Regions from separate parts of the Mus musculus genome. Here region 1 is linked to region 2. Evidence: chromatin contacts called from public Hi-C data. All regions are on one chromosome and are shown on one strand. Each heading gives the region's core, a stretch centred on a gene start, on an enhancer-like site or on the middle of the called end of the contact. The rest is flanking DNA. Distances are from core to core; before and after follow the strand shown. Region 1 holds the start of Sdhb (succinate dehydrogenase complex, subunit B, iron sulfur (Ip)). Region 2 overlaps Padi2 (peptidyl arginine deiminase, type II).

Evidence for each region. A called contact is a pair of places that touch in the nucleus more often than the background predicts.
Region 1: a Hi-C map of bone marrow-derived macrophages shows a contact between it and region 2, with 2.5 times the contacts expected there. The contact joins the promoter of Sdhb here to the enhancer-like site in region 2. A contact is called at or near these places in 2 of 39 promoter capture datasets (macrophages and pre-B cells), 2 of 15 datasets of contacts at CTCF or cohesin (CD8 T cells and embryonic stem cells), 33 of 484 Hi-C or Micro-C datasets (the 63-12 cell line, the AML12 cell line, B cells and 23 more), 16 of 115 datasets of contacts at active chromatin or transcription factors (the 230-238 cell line, CD8 T cells, the HPC-7 cell line and 9 more) and 3 of 9 other capture datasets (adipose tissue, embryonic stem cells and liver).

What each region holds. Positions count from the first base shown.
Region 1 is chr4:140,958,814-140,963,862 of GRCm38.p6, forward strand. Sdhb (succinate dehydrogenase complex, subunit B, iron sulfur (Ip)) reads left to right here and starts at 2,458. Exons shown (of 8, transcript NM_023374.4): 1 at 2,458-2,663. The coding sequence starts at 2,592.
Region 2 is chr4:140,917,350-140,922,778 of GRCm38.p6, forward strand. Padi2 (peptidyl arginine deiminase, type II) reads left to right here. Exons shown (of 16, transcript NM_008812.2): 2 at 224-407; 3 at 1,959-2,031. It also overlaps the pseudogene Gm26226. Among named protein-coding and RNA genes, the nearest start is that of Gm46719, 10 kb to the left of the region's middle. Within about 2 kb of position 3,017, at least 26 of the 459 cell types and tissues checked have an H3K27ac peak or open chromatin away from gene starts, as enhancers often do. A contact at or near this core is called in the 63-12 cell line, B cells, the G1E-ER4 cell line and 5 more, where this site is marked.

The sequences.
Region 1 (5,049 bases), core at 1,208-3,707, 41 kb after region 2:
GAAACTAGAGATGGTTGTGAGCCACCAGGTAAGTGCTAGAAACTGGACCCAGGTCCTCTGGGGGCAGTGGACAGCAAGTGTTCTTACCCGCTGAGCTGTCGCTCCAGCCCCTTCAATATGAACTTTTAAAACCACTCTCTGCCCTGCCGAGGCTCCTCAGTGCTTCCCATGTAACCCTGAGCTACTGAGACCAACCTGGTATTTGTCTTTGCTCCTGGACTGAACGTCTAGCCCTGGGGGGGCGGGGGGGGGCAGAAAGAGTCTCTCAAGCAGAATTGCCACCCTAGGTTGCCCAGATTTCCCAGCACGACTGGAATGGGGACAGTTATTCAAACTCATCAGGGTTGTTGGGAGGACCAGAGGAGACTGTTGATGTAAACACATTTGTGGGCGATGAGGTGAGATTCTGCATAAACACAGGGCTTCCAGCAGCATGTCTGATGAAAGCAATATATCACTCTCTCCGCGGATGCCAGCCAACCAGCCCCAAACCCTGCGGTCTTACGGCAAGGACAGCTTGGCAACCCAAGTCAGGAAGGGGCCATGAAGACCTTTAAGCCCTATGGCATCTGTGCCTTTCTGGCACCCCAAAGCTCAGGGCGGAGGTGGAGCCACCCAGGAATTTATTATCCTTCCATAACATTAAGCTCCCCAAATCCCCATGACGCCCAGGAATGATGTGACTGCAGGGTGTGTGGGCACACTGGCACCAAGGGCCCCTCCAATAAATCAAGGTCTCAGTTTTGCTGGCTGCTCAATGCTTTTTCCAAGGTGACCTGGGTGGCCATTCATGTAGCAGTGGTGTCTGTCTTTGACATGGTGGCTAAAAATGGCTAAGGGGGCCAGTTCTCTAGAAATACTGCCTGTTGACACCCTGGAGGAGTTACAAAGAAAATGACAGCCTTCCTACAACCTTGGCCGATTTGGGTGGCCCTGATGGTGGTCCCTTGGGTAGTCTAGAAGAACCTACCCAGTGCTGAGCCAGGGCCCCTGAGAAGCCAAGGCCACCTTACCATCTGTTGCGCAAGACAACCACACCAGTCATAGAATCTTAACTCAGCTGCCACAACCCCTAGTGATTCAGGCAAGGACGCTATAAGTCAAAAAGTGGCGAAGGACTTGTCAATGGTCACATGGCCTTGAGGGGGCGATCAAGGTAACCCCCAGGGGTTCAGGCCTCTCCACACCCCCTTTAATGAGGCTACCTGGCAGAGAAGCCAGATTCAGGGTGAGTTCCCAGAAACTTGGCCCCATCTAGCCATTCCTCCTGTCATGGTAATTTCTCCAGTGTCTTCTAAAAGAGCCAGCGTGAGGAAACCCAAGACTATAAACAGTGCCCTCCTCTGCCAAAGGTGAGCGGAAAGAAATCAAATCCTTCCTCTGGTAACAAGGACCAGCAAAGTCACTGGGTGCCCCAAGAGACCAAGTGACTTGGGATACCAAGATCACGCCTGCCCAAGGTGGTCAAATCCCCAGTCAGAGGGTGGGGGGCTCTGAGAGAACCCATAAAAGGTGTCAGAAAGGCTGGACAGTGGTGGCGCATGCCTTTAATCCCAGCACTTGGAAGGCAAAGGCAGGCGGATTTCTGAGTTCAAGTCCAGTCTGGTCTACAAAGTGAGTTCCAGGACAGTCAGGGCTACACAGAGAAACCCTGTCTAGAAGTGCCAGAAAAAAAAAGCAGCTCAGGTGACTAAGGAAACTGACGAAATCTGAGGACACAGGTCGGTTAGTAGAAGGCTTGTTCAGCACACACAGGCATGGTGGCACACAGCTGTAATCCCAGCTCTCTGCAGTTCTTTACCTGTAGGAAGATCTGAAGTTGGGGACAGTGGACAGCCTGTGGGTCCTTGGTGGACAGCCTATAAGCTACATCACCCATCTTTCCTATTGTCATCTTCCTTGGGGTTAGAGAGGAATTAGGTGAGCAGCTCGCTCACTTACCACAGCATTCCAGAGGCTGGCACCAGCCACATACTAGGTACCCTTTCTGGCTGCTTTGGTTTTGGTTTTGTGTGTTTTGAGGCAGGGTCTCAAGTATCCCAGATGGACTCGACCTCATTAAGTAGCGGAGGGTGAGCTTGGTTCTCCTACTGTCTCCATATGCCGGGCATGCAACTTCTGTACCGACGTGACGTTCATCTTTTGATCACTTCAGTCACTTAACAAGTGTCCCAATCAGGTAGGGACTGACAGGTTCTCTAGATTTAGCACAAAGCTGACCAGACAAGAGTCACAGGTGATTGACAGACACCACTGCAAGTAGAGAAGGGTTAAAAATCACAGCCACCAGCAGAATAGGAAAGCCCCGCCCTCCTGGCCTCTGCCCCGCCCCTCCACGCTACCCTTCCCTCTCCCGCCCCTCAGACTCCAGAGGTCACCTTAGGAACATAGGAAGCCCAGTGGGCATGCGCCCTACGGGCCGCTGCTGCACACACGCACTTCCTGTACATTGGCTCGGAGAAACCGGAAGCGGCCTTCCACTCGTTGGCGCTTAGGCGGCTAGCGGTCCTCAGGGTGAGAGGCCGGCTTCCCACCGCGGTGTTCGACGGGATGCCGGAGGGGAAGGGGTGGGGCTGACGTCAGGAGCCAAAATGGCGGCGACGGTCGGGGTCTCCTTGAAGCGCGGCTTCCCGGCTGCCGTTCTCGGCAGAGTCGGCCTGCAGGTGAGCCCGGGAGCCGTGGTTCAGTGGGGAGCCGTGCCCGTCACCGAGGCTGCCTGGGTAGAGAGGCCGCGGAGAGGCGGAAGGAGCCCGGGTCCAGGCCTCGGGGGAGGACTTAACCCGGCATCCTGCTCTTGAGCATCCTTTCAGACAGCCATTCCGCGCTTCTCCATCACCGGAGAGAGAGGCGCGGCCGGGAGGAGGTTGGAAGAGAGAACAGAAAGACAGAGGTCTGGGAGGAGGACAGGGAGAGGTCAAGGTCATAGGATGAGCGACCTGTGGTCGGGACCCAGAATCAAATCCTGCTAGTTGTACTCCGCCAGGCTTGTGTGAAAGGGAGGCCTGCGGGGTGTCTGGGGTGGGACCCGGGAGGCCAGGTCGCACCTCCAGGTTAGGCTGGTCTGGATCGGTCAGGTCGGAGGGCGGTGGACTCTGCAAGGCAATGCACTTGACCCGCAGAGGAAGGGAGACATGAAAGAAAGCGACCCCGACCCCTTGAAAGATCCGTACTGTGGAAGTCTGCAGGCAAGACCCGGTTCCCTGAAGCGTGCTTATTCAGGGGTGTGTAGCGGCACTGATCTCATACCGCTGGCATGGGATGACAGGCAGAGCCTGGAGCTGCTTTTGTTAATAATTCTGTAGTAGCTCTGTCATAGGTCTCCCCACACGCCCTGTATCCTCGGGAGCTGCACAGTAGAAGCATTTAGAAAGGCGAGAAAAACTGCCTCTCCTTACTTTACAGATACCATTCAGTCCTCCTCTGGGCTTCTGGATAGTCCTTCACAGGCGGACAACAGGAACTCCCATTTTGTTTTGGGGGGTTTTGTTGGTTTTTTTTTTTTTTTTTTTTAGATTTGTGTGTGTGTGTATGAGTGTGTGCTTTCATGTATATGCACCATGTGCCCGTGGAGAAAAGAGAGCTGTATTTCCTGAACTGGAGTCACAGGTGGTTATCAGCCGCCATATGCGTGCAGGGAACTGAACTCTGCTCCTTCCAAAGTGCTAAGATGAATCTCCACCCTGTGATAATTTTAGTGTTGTTTTGGTTAGGTTTTGACTTTTCGGACAGTGTCTTTATGCAACCCTGGCTGGCCTGGAACTCAGAGATTCTCCGGCTTCAGCCTTCTGGGTGCTGGGATTAAAGGTGTGAGCCACCACCACCACCCGACTTGTGCATCCCTTTGCATGCACACCTATCACACCAGCACTCCAAAGGCTGATGCAGCAAGATCAGGAGTTTAAGGACATCCTCAGCCCCACACGGAATCCAAGGCCAACCTGGGCTACTTGGGACCCTGTCTCAACAAAAACAGACAGTGCCTTACCAGAGCCTCAGGCTGGTGTCCCAGATATTCAGTTAATGATTCTGTTTTTGTTGTTGAGAATGTTATGCATGAGTACTGTATTTAAATAATTTCCACCCCCTCTCTCCTCCCATGCCTCCCCTCCCTTTCACACTCATGACTTCTTTAATTATCATTGCTAAATATATACATACACAATCTCTTAAGTGCATTTAGTGTTCCTTATGCATGACGAGTTTAGGGCTGAGAACATGGGATGAATAATCACAACACCAGTCCGTGCCAAGGGGAATGGGAGAAATTTCACAAGGCCCCACCCCTAGTTGAAGAGCTGCAGCAATCAGTGGCTAACAAAGGGGGTGTGTCGGTTTGGGGGAGGAGCCACATGATAGGTTGTCCAGTTAATGGTTCTTGGTGACCTTGTTCTTCAGCCTCTTTCCTCGTTGCTGAGGCAGCAGTTGAGTTGTAAGAGCCCTGCTGTAAGGGGTGACTTCTCAGGCTCAGGCTGGGCTTTCTGAGTGTAGAAGAGGCTGGCTTCAAAGGTCGGACTCTGGTAGGATTTCAGGAGAGGCCTTTGCCTACTTTCCAGAGGCCTCCTGTCTGTGGGAATGCATATTTGTGCTCAAACAGCGCCATCCTCAGTTCTGGTTCTCAGTCCTGTGATGTGCACCTCTGGACTGCAGTCCTGCCTGTGGGAGTTTAGCTGCACTCGGTTAACTACCAGTAGCATCCTTATTTCTCCGTCTGGACTATGAACTCCAGGAGGGCAGACGCCTGGAATGCCCGCCTGCAGTCAGAACAATACAAATACATATATAAGCCAGTGTTGAAAAGCACAGATCGGGGCTGGAGAGATGGCTCAGAGGTTAAGAGCACTGACTGCTTTTCCGAAGGTCCTAAGTTCAAATCCCAACAACCACATGGTGGCTCACAACCATCTTTAAAGAGATCGGATGCCCTCTTCTGGTGTGTCTGAAGACAGCTACAGTGTACTTAGATATAATAATAAGTAAATCTTTAAAAAAAAAAAAAAGAAAGAAAAGCACAGATCATTTCCTGAGCTGTGCCAGCAGTTTGGCTTGCTC
Region 2 (5,429 bases), core at 1,767-4,266:
ATGGTTGAGTATCTTGTGTGGGTTCCATCTGTAACACAGCAGAGACAGACAGACAGACAGTGTTGGACTCCAACTAAACAAGTGCAAGATTAGCCTTTCACAATCTCCTGTCACCAGCTGGTCATGGCAGCCTTGGAGGCCTACCCCTCTGGAACTCTCTTGCTGACACCCTTGAACCACCTAGCCCAGGCTCCGTCTGACCCTCTGTCTGTTCTTCCTACAGTGCAGCACCTGCTGGGGCCAAAACCTTCAGCCTGAAGCACTCGGAAGGTGTGAAGGTGGAGGTCGTACGTGATGGAGAGGCAGAGGAGGTGGTCACCAACGGCAAGCAGCGCTGGGCCCTGTCACCCAGCAGCACACTGCGGCTCAGCATGGCCCAGGCCAGCACAGAGGCCAGCAGCGACAAGGTACCATGGCCGGGAAGACAGTGTCCCAGGACTGAGGAGGCCCAAAGCCATGCTGGAATAGCCTGAGCCACAGAAACAGTGGGAGCCATATAGTGCTTTTGGCCTTTAGCAGCTACAGGGGCAGAGTGGGTTGAGGGTGGGGGACATGGGAAGCTGGGTGGCCAGGCATGAAGCCATACACCCATAACCCGAGCACTTAAGAGGCAGAGGCAGGAGGATCAAGAGTTCAAGGCCTGCTTTGACCAGCATGGGGCATATGAAATCCTGTCTCAAAAACTGAAAACTGGGAGCCAGAGAGATGGCTCAGTGGTTAAGAGCACTGGCTGCTCTTCCAGAAGACCTGGTTCAAGTCCCAGCACTCACATGGTGGTTCACAACCATCTGTAACTCCAAATCTGGGGGATGCCCTGTTCTGGGCTTCAAAGGTAGACACACATGCAGGCAAAACCCTATACGCATAAAAGAATTTTTTAAATGAAAACTAGTGCTGGCAACATAGCTCGCAATTTTGTGTCTAGCATATGTGAAGCCCTGAGGTCAATTCCTAGGACAGAAAGAAGGAAGGAGAAGCCGGGTGTGGTGGCACACACCTTTAATCCCAGCACTCAGGAGGCAGAGGCAGGCAGATTTCTGAGTTCAAGGCCAGCCTGGTCTACAAAGTGAGTTCCAGGACAGCCAGGGCTATACAGAGAAACCCTGTATTGAAAAACCAGAAAAAAAAAAAAAAAAAAAAAAAAGAAGAAGAAGAAGAAGGAGGAAGGAGAAAGAAACAGGGGCCTGGGGAGGAAGAAAGACTCAGAGAGCTGAAGGAAACATAAGCTGAGGCAGGAGGATTGCTGCAAGCTTGAGACCAGCCTTGTGAGTACCAGACTAACCCGAGCTATACGGTGAGCGTGTTCAGGATACACACATGCAAAGAGAGACCAGGTGCTCGCTTCGGCAGCACATATACTAAAATTAAAACAATACAGAGAAGATTAGCATGGCCCCTGCGCAAAGAGAGACCAGGACTTAAGAGGCAGAGACAGGAGCATCACTGTGTTGCAGTTAGCCTGGGATAAATAGCAGATTAGAGATGATATGCATAGCACCACAGACCTCACCATTGATAAAGTGCGTTGCTGAGCAATCGGGGTGGGATGGTTTGCCCAGATGATGAAACAAGGCCAGATGGTCCCCACTCTGGGCTCTAGAGAATATTACTCTAGCCCATTTGCAGCTTTGGCACCTGGTGCCACGCAAAGAAACAAATCCCTGGGGCTTGGCTGATGCTGCACACACAGCATCGTGCTCTCAGGAAGGTGTTGGGTGTGTGTGTGTGTGTGCCAGGGAACAGGTCAGGTAGGGGAGAGGAGCCCCCTGTCTGGTTGGATTATCTGGGAAAAGCATCTAACAGTTCAGGAGTGCTTCCTGGAGGAGGGGGCCCTGCGTCCAGAGAGGACTGATGCGCTGGGAGGTAGGGGGTTACTCCTGGTCTTTTGTTTCATTTTTTTCATTGTAACCTGTGACCTCTGCCCTTCTCTCCTGTCCCTGTGTGTGCATCTCACCAAGGTCACTGTCAACTACTATGAAGAGGAGGGCAGCGCCCCCATTGACCAGGCTGGGCTCTTCCTCACGGCCATTGGTGAGTTGGTGCTGGGGGCTGGGGGTGTCTTCACTTTGGGGGACCTAGAAAAGAACTCAGGGCAGGTTTCAGGGTGGCAGACTGGCTCCTGGAGCCGCTTCCAAGCAATGCAAGCTTCAGGCGGAGCATGTGAATCCTGAGACTCCAGGGATGGGGGGCAGGGGGCTCCTGTGGAGGAGATGTGTTGTGGTGTTCCCTTCACAGGCTCTGTGGGCTGCAGAGAGAAAGAGAAAAGCTCAGAGCCTCTGTCCAGCCCTGTACACACACACACACACACACACACACACACACACACACACACACACTACAGCCTGGAGTCTCCAGGCACTGCCACTGTCCCTGACAATCCTCACCACCATCCCAGCCCCAGCCCTGGGCACAGAGACACAGCCTAGGGTCCTTAACTCATCTGGTCCAGGCTCTTCATTTGATCCACAAAGCATGATGTGGCCCAGAGAGGTTAGGAAACTCACTCACAGGCACACAGCAACAGTATGGCAGGTCGAGTTCCAAGCTGGAAACAAACCCCTCAGTTCTTCCCCTGCAGGGCCCTGCTGTGGGTGTCAGGGACACCGTGGGCTGAGCAGAATCCAGGGCTGTGACCCTTCTGAATAATCAGTCCCTGCTACACGTAAGATTTTATCTTTATTGATGCCTTCAAGCTAGAAGGAGTCCAGACGCTCATTCGGCCATCCAGCTGTGGTTAAACATTGACAGTGGTGGGAACCACCATCCGGACACTGTCCCCTGACTCACTGCTATAGAGGTGGGGTGCTCTGAGAAGAAGGAAATGGAAGAGGAGGCAGATAAACACAGACCGTTTATTGAGCACCCACTGTTTACCATGCTCCAGACCTTGCTGTCTACCCATCAAGACATCAGTCTATCCAAAGACAACGAAGTTGCCTGGGTTACACCTAGAAATGGTTGATAGGGCACCAAATCGAGCCACTTATCTCATTTTCTAAGAGTTGTGAAACTTCCTCTAAAAACCGGTACTTCTCTGTGAGACACCCCCCCCTTCTCTTCTCTTGTGGCTCTTTGGAGGCTGGAGGACCCTCAGTGGCAGTGTTCTCCCTAGTGTCCTGAGTGCTGTCACAGTGTTCTTCCCTCTGTGCTGAGGGCTTTTTAGCCCAGGGGTGAGGGGGCCTTGGGATGATGGGGAGATGGGGGGGTGAGAGTTGTAGCCTGACTCCCCTGTGTGCTGTGATCGCTGGCATGTGACTGAACAGCCTTGCAAGCACACAGCCCCCACCTGTCTCAGATGACCGCCCCCAGGAAACCCAATGCCACAGAGCCAGGGATACCTGAGGACAAAGCCAGTGGGGGGACGAGGCAGTGGCCAGAGACTTGTCAGAGGTGACCCTGGCTGGCACACTCTCAGGAAGTGCACCAAGGAGACACAGGCAGAGAGATAGTCAGAGGAGGAGGTAACCAGGCTTGTCCTCCACCTGAGACCTGAGGCTGAGCTCTAGGCTCAGGAGGAGCTCAGGTGTGGCCCTGGTGACACTCGACTGCCAGAGGCAAAGAAGCCGAGCCAACGCCATCCACCATCTGGGGAGTGTCCTGTTTTCGCTTCTCAGTGGCTACTTAACTGCCATGAGTCCTGGTTGTCTTGGTCCATGGGACAGTAAAACATGTCCCGTAGCACATACACACATATCATGAAGTACACTAGTAATCCCAGAACATGGGTGATAGATACAGGAGGACCAGGATTTTAAGCCAGCCTTGGCTACATAGCAAATTCAAGGCCAGCCCGGGCTACATCTGCCCCATCTCAAAATATATATATATAAATGAATAGTGTTTGCTGGAGAGCTGGCTCAGCGGTTAAGAGCACCCGCTGCTCTTCCAGCAGACCAGGGATCAATTCAAGCACCCAGGTGGCAGCCCGGATCTGTCTGTAATTCAGCCCAAAGTGATCTGACACCCTCATACAGATATCCATGCGGGCGAAACACCAATGCACATAAAGTAAAAATAAATAAATCCTATTTTAAAGCAGAAAGGAAATCAGAGCTGGAGACCCAGCCTGTCATCCCAGCTGCTCAGAAGCTGAGGCAGGAGACTGGTTGCCAGTGCCTTTCTGGGCTAAGAAGAGAGTTCAAGGCCCACCTAGACTTAAGTAAACGCTGTCTCAAAAAGTAATGAAAACGGAGGTGTGTGGCGGAGGCTCCCCAGGCAGGCATCCTCTCAAAATGGAAGGCAGACGTTTACATCGTAACAACCAGGCTGATTGAAATCAGCTCAAATCATGTCTGTTTTCTGTTCCACTAGCGGGAACCAGTGACCGGTGTGTTGTCTATGTCCCACCTAACCCAACCTTCTCCTCCCTCTGGCTCCTCCAGGCTGAGGGATTAGAAGCAGCACCTCAGAGGCAGGGACACCCTGAACGTCCCTAGACACTAGGCCTGGCCCCACAGAAGCAGGTCTGAGTGCACCTCACTGGGACTGTCTAAGCCCACATTGACAGCAGGAACCGGGGCCTCAGCACAGACAGGAATTAGCCGGGACTTAGCCTCCTCTGTCCATCTCATGGTGATCTCTCACCCTCTCCGTCATCCCCAGCCTCAGTGTCCCCGCCTGGAAAAGGGGGGGGTGGTTGTAGAGCATTCTAGCATGGTGCCTCCAGGGATTCAGGGGAGTGGGGTGTGCACAGGGCCTGTTTCAAGGCCCAGCAGGTGTTGAGCAGAGGCCCTCCTCTCTCCTCTCCCTTCTTACTCCCTGCCTGGAGAGACATCGTCCTGAAATACGGGAACAAACCAAGGAGCCCCTGGCCAAATCTCTGTGTCTGATCCCGCTGTGTGACCCTGACAAGCAGACCACCCCTTCTGGGCTCTACTCTTACCCTCTCCCCCACTCCCGCAATAGACTTTATTGAGGAAAGTTGGGGGAGGGGTAAAGGGTGGGAGGGAACAGTCACCCTTCCTGCTGAGGTCCCAGCTGAGGAGCATACTGGCGCCTCAGTGCCTTTCTCCCCTTTGTACCTTGGGTAAATGCTCCACAGACCGGAGCTTCCCCCAGGCCCAGGGCAGGAACGTTCAGCATCCACACCAGGATGCCCTTCTTCTCCCAGACTCCAGAGTGCTTCTTCACACTGCATCCATCTCAAACCTCTAGGACAAGTCAGAAGACCAGGCCAGCACAGCCATGGTCCCCATGGCTGGCTGCTGGCCTAAATGCAGCCACGACTCCTGTGGCTAGGTTCCCAGGGCAGTGGCCTCAAACTCAATCCTGGTGACATTTCCCATGAATCTACCCCACACCCCCGGCACCAGGCGCCACCTGACACCTTGGGGCTATTCTGGGTAGCTGAGGCAGGACCCAGAGCCTCTGGGAAATGTCTGGAGCCCACAAGCTGTGAAGCAGGTGTGTTCCCCTCTGTGGGGAGGGCA